Linked DNA regions of Hordeum vulgare: region 1 is linked to region 2. A link is a contact called in public Hi-C data. All regions are on one chromosome and are shown on one strand. The core of a region is the stretch at or near the end of the contact, and the rest is flanking DNA. Distances in the headings are between cores, read along the strand shown.

Region 1 (3,679 bases), core at 184-2,683, 410 kb after region 2:
CATCAGTGGCCATTGGTTGGTTATCTTCTTTCTTTTAGGTGATGCGGTGTACTAGTGATGTGACTGGCCCGGCTCGGAGCACTGTCACGTGCATGGTTTCGTTGCTTGGAGCCCGGCGTGCCGTCGACCGCGCCTCTTCTGCGTTGCCTCCGTCCTCGTTTGGCACAACGGGCAATAATATCGTGGCCGCGTCCTTATGGCACCTTCTGCACCCAGCCACCGACGCATCGTCTTGTCTAGCTTCAGTTGCCCCTCCCCCCATTCGCGCCAATTCGGTGCGAGTTTTTTTTTTAACATATACTCTCTCCGTTTCTAAATATAAGTCTTTTAAAAGATTTTACTAAAAGTCTACGTACGAAACAAAATAGATGAATCTACACTTTAAAGTATGTCTATATACATATATATGTAGTCCATTAGTAAAACCTCTAAAAGATTTATATTTAGAAGCGGAGGAAGTACACATGAAATATCCTTATGACGAAAAAGTTTGTCATTTCTTATATTAATACTTCCTCCGTTCCTAAATATAGGTCTTTTTAGAGATTGTACCAGTGGACTACACTACGTTTTAAAATATGTCTATGTACATTCGTATCAAGTCCTCTAATGAAATCAACATGTGGATGAATGGTTAGAGGGACTGTGTTATCTTTAGTCTATTAGGATTCAAGTACCGTTGTTTGCATTATTTATGGATTTATTTTAGAATTTTCGGCGATACTTTTTAGTAGGAGGAGATGTTTCCATGCTCGTAAATCTCGAGATGATATGTCAGATTTATTTCAAGATTTTCGACGATACTTTTCAATGGGACGACATGATATGTCAGATTTATTTCAGAATTTTCAGCGATATTTTTCTAGTGAAAGGAGACGTTTTCATGCTTGTAAATCTCGAGATGATATGCCAGATTTATTTCAGGATTTTTGCTGATACTTTTTCAGTGAGATGAGATGATATGCCAGATTTATTTCAGGATTTTCAGCGATACTTTTTCAATGAAAGAAGACGTTTTCGTGTTTCTAAATCTCGAAATAATATGCTAGCTCAGGCGTGTTTATATGAATGTGTACATATGTATATTCATTAAAGTGAGTGTATGCGTGTTTTATACGAGGGATTGCATGTGTACTGTGTTAAAAAAAAAATAGTGTGTGCCGAAGAATCCATCTGCATACACCCACCGTCTTTGATGGATTTATGTCTGAACCGAGGACACCTGTGGCCAGCACACGCACACCAAATTTACAGGAGTCATTACAACCCATTTTTTTTATCGCCAACATGTCTATACACTGACCTAGAAAGGCTTCATTAGCCTTCACACCAAACCAAATCCAGACTTTGCAATGAGAAAGAAAACACAAATTTAACCACAAACCGACCCAAAACCTTCAAATATTACACATAGCCCCACCTCCCCTGTTATAAAACCCCACCGTCCCCGCGTCCTCACCCCGCACTGCACTGACACTCCGAGAACAACAAACACACACACACAAACCAGCACAAGTCCTCACTCACCACTGACGCTCCGAATCTAGCGGCGGCATATGGCCTCCACGATGCCGCGCCACATCGCGCTGCTGTTGCTCCTGCTCCTCGTGGCGTCCACGCGCGCGGCGTCCGCGGCCGGCGCCGGCGCGTGCGCGGCCGAGAAGTTCCCGGCGGGGAAGACGTACGCCAAGTGCGAGGACCTCCCGCAGCTGGGGGCCGCGCTGCACTGGACCTACGACGAGTCCAAGTCGTCCCTCTCGCTGGCGTTCGTGGCCGCGCCGGCGGGGGCCAACGGGTGGGTGGCCTGGGCGCTCAACCCCACGGGCGAGGGCATGGCCGGCGCGCAGGCGCTCGTGGCGCTCAAGGGCTCCGGCGCCGCCGCGCCCACCGTCAGGACGTACAACATCACCGGCTACGTGCCGCTCGGCAAGGCCTCCACGCCCATCGCGTTCCCGGCCACCGACCTCGCCGCCGACTCCGGCAGCGCCGGCAAGATCCGGCTCTACGGCAAGCTGCAGCTGCACAGCGGCATGAAGGCCGTCAACCATATATGGCAGGTCGGCACCTCCGTCACCGCCGGGGCCCCCGACAAGCACGCTTTCGCCCCCGGCAACCTCGCCTCCAAGTCCAAGCTCGTCCTCTCGGGCAAAGCGGCTTCCGCGACCTCGCCTTCGCCGTCGCCCGCCCCCATGGCCGGTGGCCCGTCCGGAAGCGACGCCGGCGCGGCGGCGACCACGGCGCCTTCTGCCGGCAAGTCCCCGTCGGCCGCGGCCGCGGCCGGCGTGTCGGCGCCGGCACTCCTTGTGCTCGCGTTGATGGGCCTCCTCGCGGTAGTATGATGGCATGAATGAGTACTATAATTAGCGGAGGTGGCAGTGGGCATGGGGAGGAAGCATTTCCTGAACAATATAATGTTCCAATTTTGTCGATCGATCTTGCTTTTGCTGCCTATTCTTTTTCCTATTTTCGATTGAAATAAAAGCTGGTTCTTGTACTGATTATTATCGAGCTGTTGTTTGTAGGTAGAAAGTAGTACTAGCTGTAAGTGATTAGTATTGTAGTGGACATGTCACTGAGTTTATCATATGACTGATATAATTTTTAGCATCAAAGGAGCAAGTGTTTGGTAGTGCAGCAGGAGTATCTCTTGCATTCTGTGCGGTGGAGTTGCCCGATCTGGCCTAGTGATACACGCTGATTCGATTTATTTAAAGCCCGGGCACCGAGTGAGAAGCAAGATTTTGAAACATAGGAATGCAAAATCCACGGATTAGAGTGTCATGTACACTTGATTGCGCAAATAAAAACACATTACTTGGTGGGCTTGATGGGAAATGAAGAATGAAGTACAAATGAATTATAAGTAAAAGTCTCTATGGTTTGCAATTCCACTAATCAAACGACACACCTAAAACTAAAATTCATAAGGATTTAAATACTCCATAATTATTTTTAAAGATTCTTGGAATTAAGGAGGCCTTTTACCTTTTATTTTTTTTGTAGGGCATCATTTTCATTACAGATTTGATTTTTTAATGATAAGCACTGAGCATGCAGGCAATCCTGTCCCACATTGGCAGGTCATCAACATGGATTTCTGGCTCTTCATGTGCGCATGCCAGTTTGTTAATGCTCCTGAGCCCGTCCGTCAGTCCAGCCCGAGACCCCGGGTTGATATTTTCTTCACGCTCTCCTGCCAACGAGTAAACGCGCTCACCATCCTTCTCCAACTTGGTTTTTATTTATTTTACCGACACAAGCCCGACTACTTGGGTCAGTCTTCACCAAAAAAATGTACTAAACAACTCATGTCATTTGAAGTTTTGACCTACTGGTCGCTCTGTAGCTGGACAGCTGGGTCATCTAGATCATCATTTTTTTCTACTACAAAAGAAATACTAGCCATCCATACATTATAGAACGTGGGTGGTGTTCCACCCTGTCTACAAACAAAAGATGGAAAAGAACATGGACTTTTGTTCAGAGCGAAAAAGAAGAAATAAAAGGTTGTACTGCCGGAACCTAGTACGTTGGCCCCTTCAAGTTTCAAGTCCAGACGCCACATTTGCTGCGTCGCGCAGCGCTAGTCGGTAGGTGGAGGCAATGATGCACCACCGTGTCGTCGCCTCGTCGGCTTGTTGCATGGGTGCAACTGCCCGGCCCGGACGGCTAGCTGGCT
Region 2 (3,707 bases), core at 338-2,837:
TCATCACAACAACTTTTGTATGATTTTATATGTGCATATGTATCAACAGGGACTATTGGATTTATTCCCCCCCTTAAGAATTACTGATTTCTTTATCACAACACAGGCATAAAAAGGGCTAAGGCTAGCAGAGACAACTTCTATGTCAATGCCATGAATGAACATGCAGATGTAGCTATCAACAATTAGACTGATCAAGGCGTAAAAGTCCACCAAGGCAGGAAGAAATCTAGCTAGGCAAGAAAAATTCAGCCCCAGTGTATAAACTTTCAAAGTGCATTGAACAGAAGAAACCATGTGGCATGTGACACACAGAGTCAACGTACCAGGAGCTGATGTATTTTCAGATCAAAGTCAACTCATGCCAACAAGAACACTAGTTAATTAGGCATCTGCATGTGAGATTTCACATGGCAACAGGCATAGTTTTCTTATGAGGTGTCCGTTAGAAGCATACAGAATTGATGGTATTTCCATGTTGTTGCACTACACATGCATAGAGCAAAACTGATTCATGTGGTTTACTCCTGTTTACTCATTGCAGTAACGCTTGGACAGCTACACTTATTCACTCGTAGAAAAGTTGAATTCAAAAAAAATTAGAGCTTCGGTTAAAAGGTGAAAATTGTCCCTATAATATTGCCAGAAATTGGGAGCTTCAGAGTTTTACTCCCCATAATTTTGATCCTACTCAAGTTGTTTCTGTAGAGAATGTATCTTTTCGTACAATTTTAGTTTGCGTTACGATTGCCAAACTGAATCGGAAGTATATAAAAGCTCGAGGATAGAGGCATAAATGTCGAATCAAATCAATAAATTCTGGGTAGAGCGCTCACATTTTTCTTCCTGAGGATGCTGCCTCCGCTGACGGCGGTGGTCGCCCCCGTGATGAGGTTGAGCTTCCCCTTGGCGCCCATGTTGGCAGCGGCCATTGCGTGTATGCCGATGCTCCCGCCGGACACCTGCCCGACCTGCCAAACCTGGTTCACCTCCCCGGTGCCGTTCTGGAGCGCGAGCTTCCCGAACATCTGGACGCGGCCGTCAGCGCCGACCTCGGCGGCGAGGTCGGTCGTCTTGTAGGCGATGCTCCCCGGCGATCCGAGGGACGTTCCCTGGATGGCGTACGTCTCCACGCCGTACGCGCCGCCCTTGGGTGCGGCGACGAGCGCCTGGGTGCCGCTCATGCCGTCGCCGGTGGGGTTGAGCCCCCAGGCGACCCAGCCGCCGGCCGAGGGCGGCGCGGCGACGAAGGCCACGGAGAGGGAGGACGCCGCCGGGTCGTAGGTCCAGTGCACGGACGCGCCCAGGGTAGGCAGGTCGGTGCAGGCCGCGTACACGCGGTTCTTGGAGAACCTCTCCGCCGTGCACGCCCCCGCCGCGCCCACGCTCGCCGGCGCCGCGGCCAGCAGCGCCGCCGCCGCCAGCAGGGCGAGAACCCGCGTGACGGACATGGCGGATGGATGGACGGGGGATCTCTTCTCCGGGGCCGAGGAGTTAATGGGGGTTCAGGTGGGAGGAGACCGGTGGGTGGGGAAAGAGGAGAGCTTTCTTTCGGGCTCAGAGTCGGAAGGAAGCAGAGCCGGGGCGTGTGGGAAGCAGGGGAGGGAGATGGCGCGGTTAATAAAGGAGGAGGCGGTGAGGGTGGTGTGGACTTTGGGAAGGGAAGGCGGAAACGTGGGCGCGTGTGATTGGGCGGGGGTTGACGCGGTCTGAGGCTTTTAGGAAAGGCTAAACACGTTCCGTTTTTACGTCCGTTCCTTGCCGTTTCTGCGCGGCGACTTGCCGAGTTTACTACTGAGCCGTAGCGTACGGTTCATGGATATGGTGCGTACGTACCTGCCTACATTTGACGTGATGACAAACTTCTGCATGACCATGTAGATTCAGTGCTGCCAGAGTGCTCAGTTTAGTCTACGGGATCCGCTAACTAAGCACAAACACAATTGTCGATATGGAAGTTCAACCTTTCTCAAGATGACGATGAAGTTGAATAGGAAGTCAATTATCATGTACTCCATCCGTAAAATTTAGATCATTAAAGTATCATGATAAGGCAGCTATTCGAAAGAGCTTTTAAAGAGAGATTGAATGCTTCTTAATATAATATAATCTTCTTTGACATGAAATCCCTCCTTGACGAATTTGAATCTTCTTCAAGGCTGCCTGTAATGAGAGTATCATACGTAGTATTATACATGTCAACTAATCAATTTTAATAAGGTGACATAGAATTAAATTAAAAAAAATGGTTGAGTATCATATCGTGATATTGTATCATATCATGATAATGTATCATGTACTCCCTCCGTAAATAAATATAAATTATTTAGATCATTAAAGTATCATCATAAGGCAGCTATTATCGAAAGAGCTTTTAAAGAGAGATTGAATGCTTGTTAATATACTATAATCTTCTTTGACATGAAATCCCTCCGTCACGAATTTGAATCTTCTTCTAGGTTGTCCGTAATGAGAGTATATGTAATAGTCTTATACATGTCAACTAGACAATTTCGATGAGGTGACATAGAATTAAATCTTTACCTAATAATAAAGAGGCTATCGCTTTCGTCGGAAAACCCACCGAGGTGATTTTACAAAAAAGCCCTTACTGTTTATGACATTAAACTCGTAGTATATATTAAATATTTTTTTAAATACTCATATCTTTTAAACCGTAACTCCAATTTAACATATTATACATGGAATTTGATTAGAAAAATATGTAGAATTTAAATATGATATTATTTTATCTGTTAAACGTTTAATAAAAATACTATCTAGGATGCAATCTTAATAAATAAGTCATTATTCGTCTTTCTTTCATACCGGTACTCATCCGGGTTGGGGATGAGCACGTCAACAAAATCAGGATTAGAGATGAAACTGAAGGTCACTTGACTGATTCTTTGTACGTATTAAATCTACATGCAAGCCGTGTTAAAATAGAAGACCTGTGAAATTTTGAACTACATTTTTGTAGGATAAGACCATCTTTATTTGTATCGTAACTATAAATTCTCAAATTATAGACATTTTTTATAAATTAAGAGCGTGTGCCGTGTGGTATTTCTTTCTCCCGTTGCAACGCATGAGCCCTTTTGCTAGTGAAGAAAGAGAGGGTTACGTATCATATCATGATACTGTATCATATTAACTGATGTGTTACTATGTGTCTTGCATGACAATAAATATTCTACCTTATGATTCCAACATATAGTACTATGCATTACGGATGTGGTATCATATAGACTAGTATCATATGCATGATACTAGTATATGATATTATCGATTACAACCAACCTTAGCGGACTTCACAAATTTGATGGGTTAGGGCTTCTCGAGACCCGTGTCACCAATGAGGACATTCTAGGCGTAGTAAATCATCTCCCAGCGCATAAATCCCCACGCCTGAGATTTTAGCACAACCTATATTAACTGTGAAGAAGAATAAATAAGTAGGAAAAAATCGAGACAAACTCCCTGTTGGCCCACCCTAAGAGATTGGACTAGATCCGCCACTACATTACTCTCACTCCCAAAAGAACGATTTCATGTGTCGAGAGATTTCAAACCTATTTCACTAGCAAACTACACCATCAAGATCATGACAAAAAAATAACCAACAAATTGCAAAGAATCATTCTTGAGTTGCTTCATATCAATCCATATGAGTTTCTAAGATTGAGATATATTCATGAGTGCGA

Evidence for each region. Hi-C and Micro-C count contacts between places; a contact is called where the count stands out from the background.
Region 1: a Hi-C map of leaf shows a contact between it and region 2, with 2.8 times the contacts expected there. The contact joins the promoter of LOC123411877 here to the promoter of LOC123410505 in region 2. A contact is called at or near these places in 2 of 6 Hi-C or Micro-C datasets (leaf and seedling) and 1 of 1 datasets of contacts at active chromatin or transcription factors (embryo).

The regions. Positions count from the first base shown.
Region 1 is chr7H:193,000,524-193,004,202 of MorexV3_pseudomolecules_assembly, forward strand. LOC123411877 (auxin-induced in root cultures protein 12-like) reads left to right here and starts at 1,434. Exons shown (of 1, transcript XM_045104834.1): 1 at 1,434-2,612. The coding sequence starts at 1,557. The coding sequence ends at 2,339.
Region 2 is chr7H:192,593,767-192,597,473 of MorexV3_pseudomolecules_assembly, forward strand. LOC123410505 (cytochrome b561 and DOMON domain-containing protein At4g12980-like) reads right to left here and starts at 1,588. Exons shown (of 3, transcript XM_045103450.1): 1 at 837-1,588. The coding sequence starts at 1,451.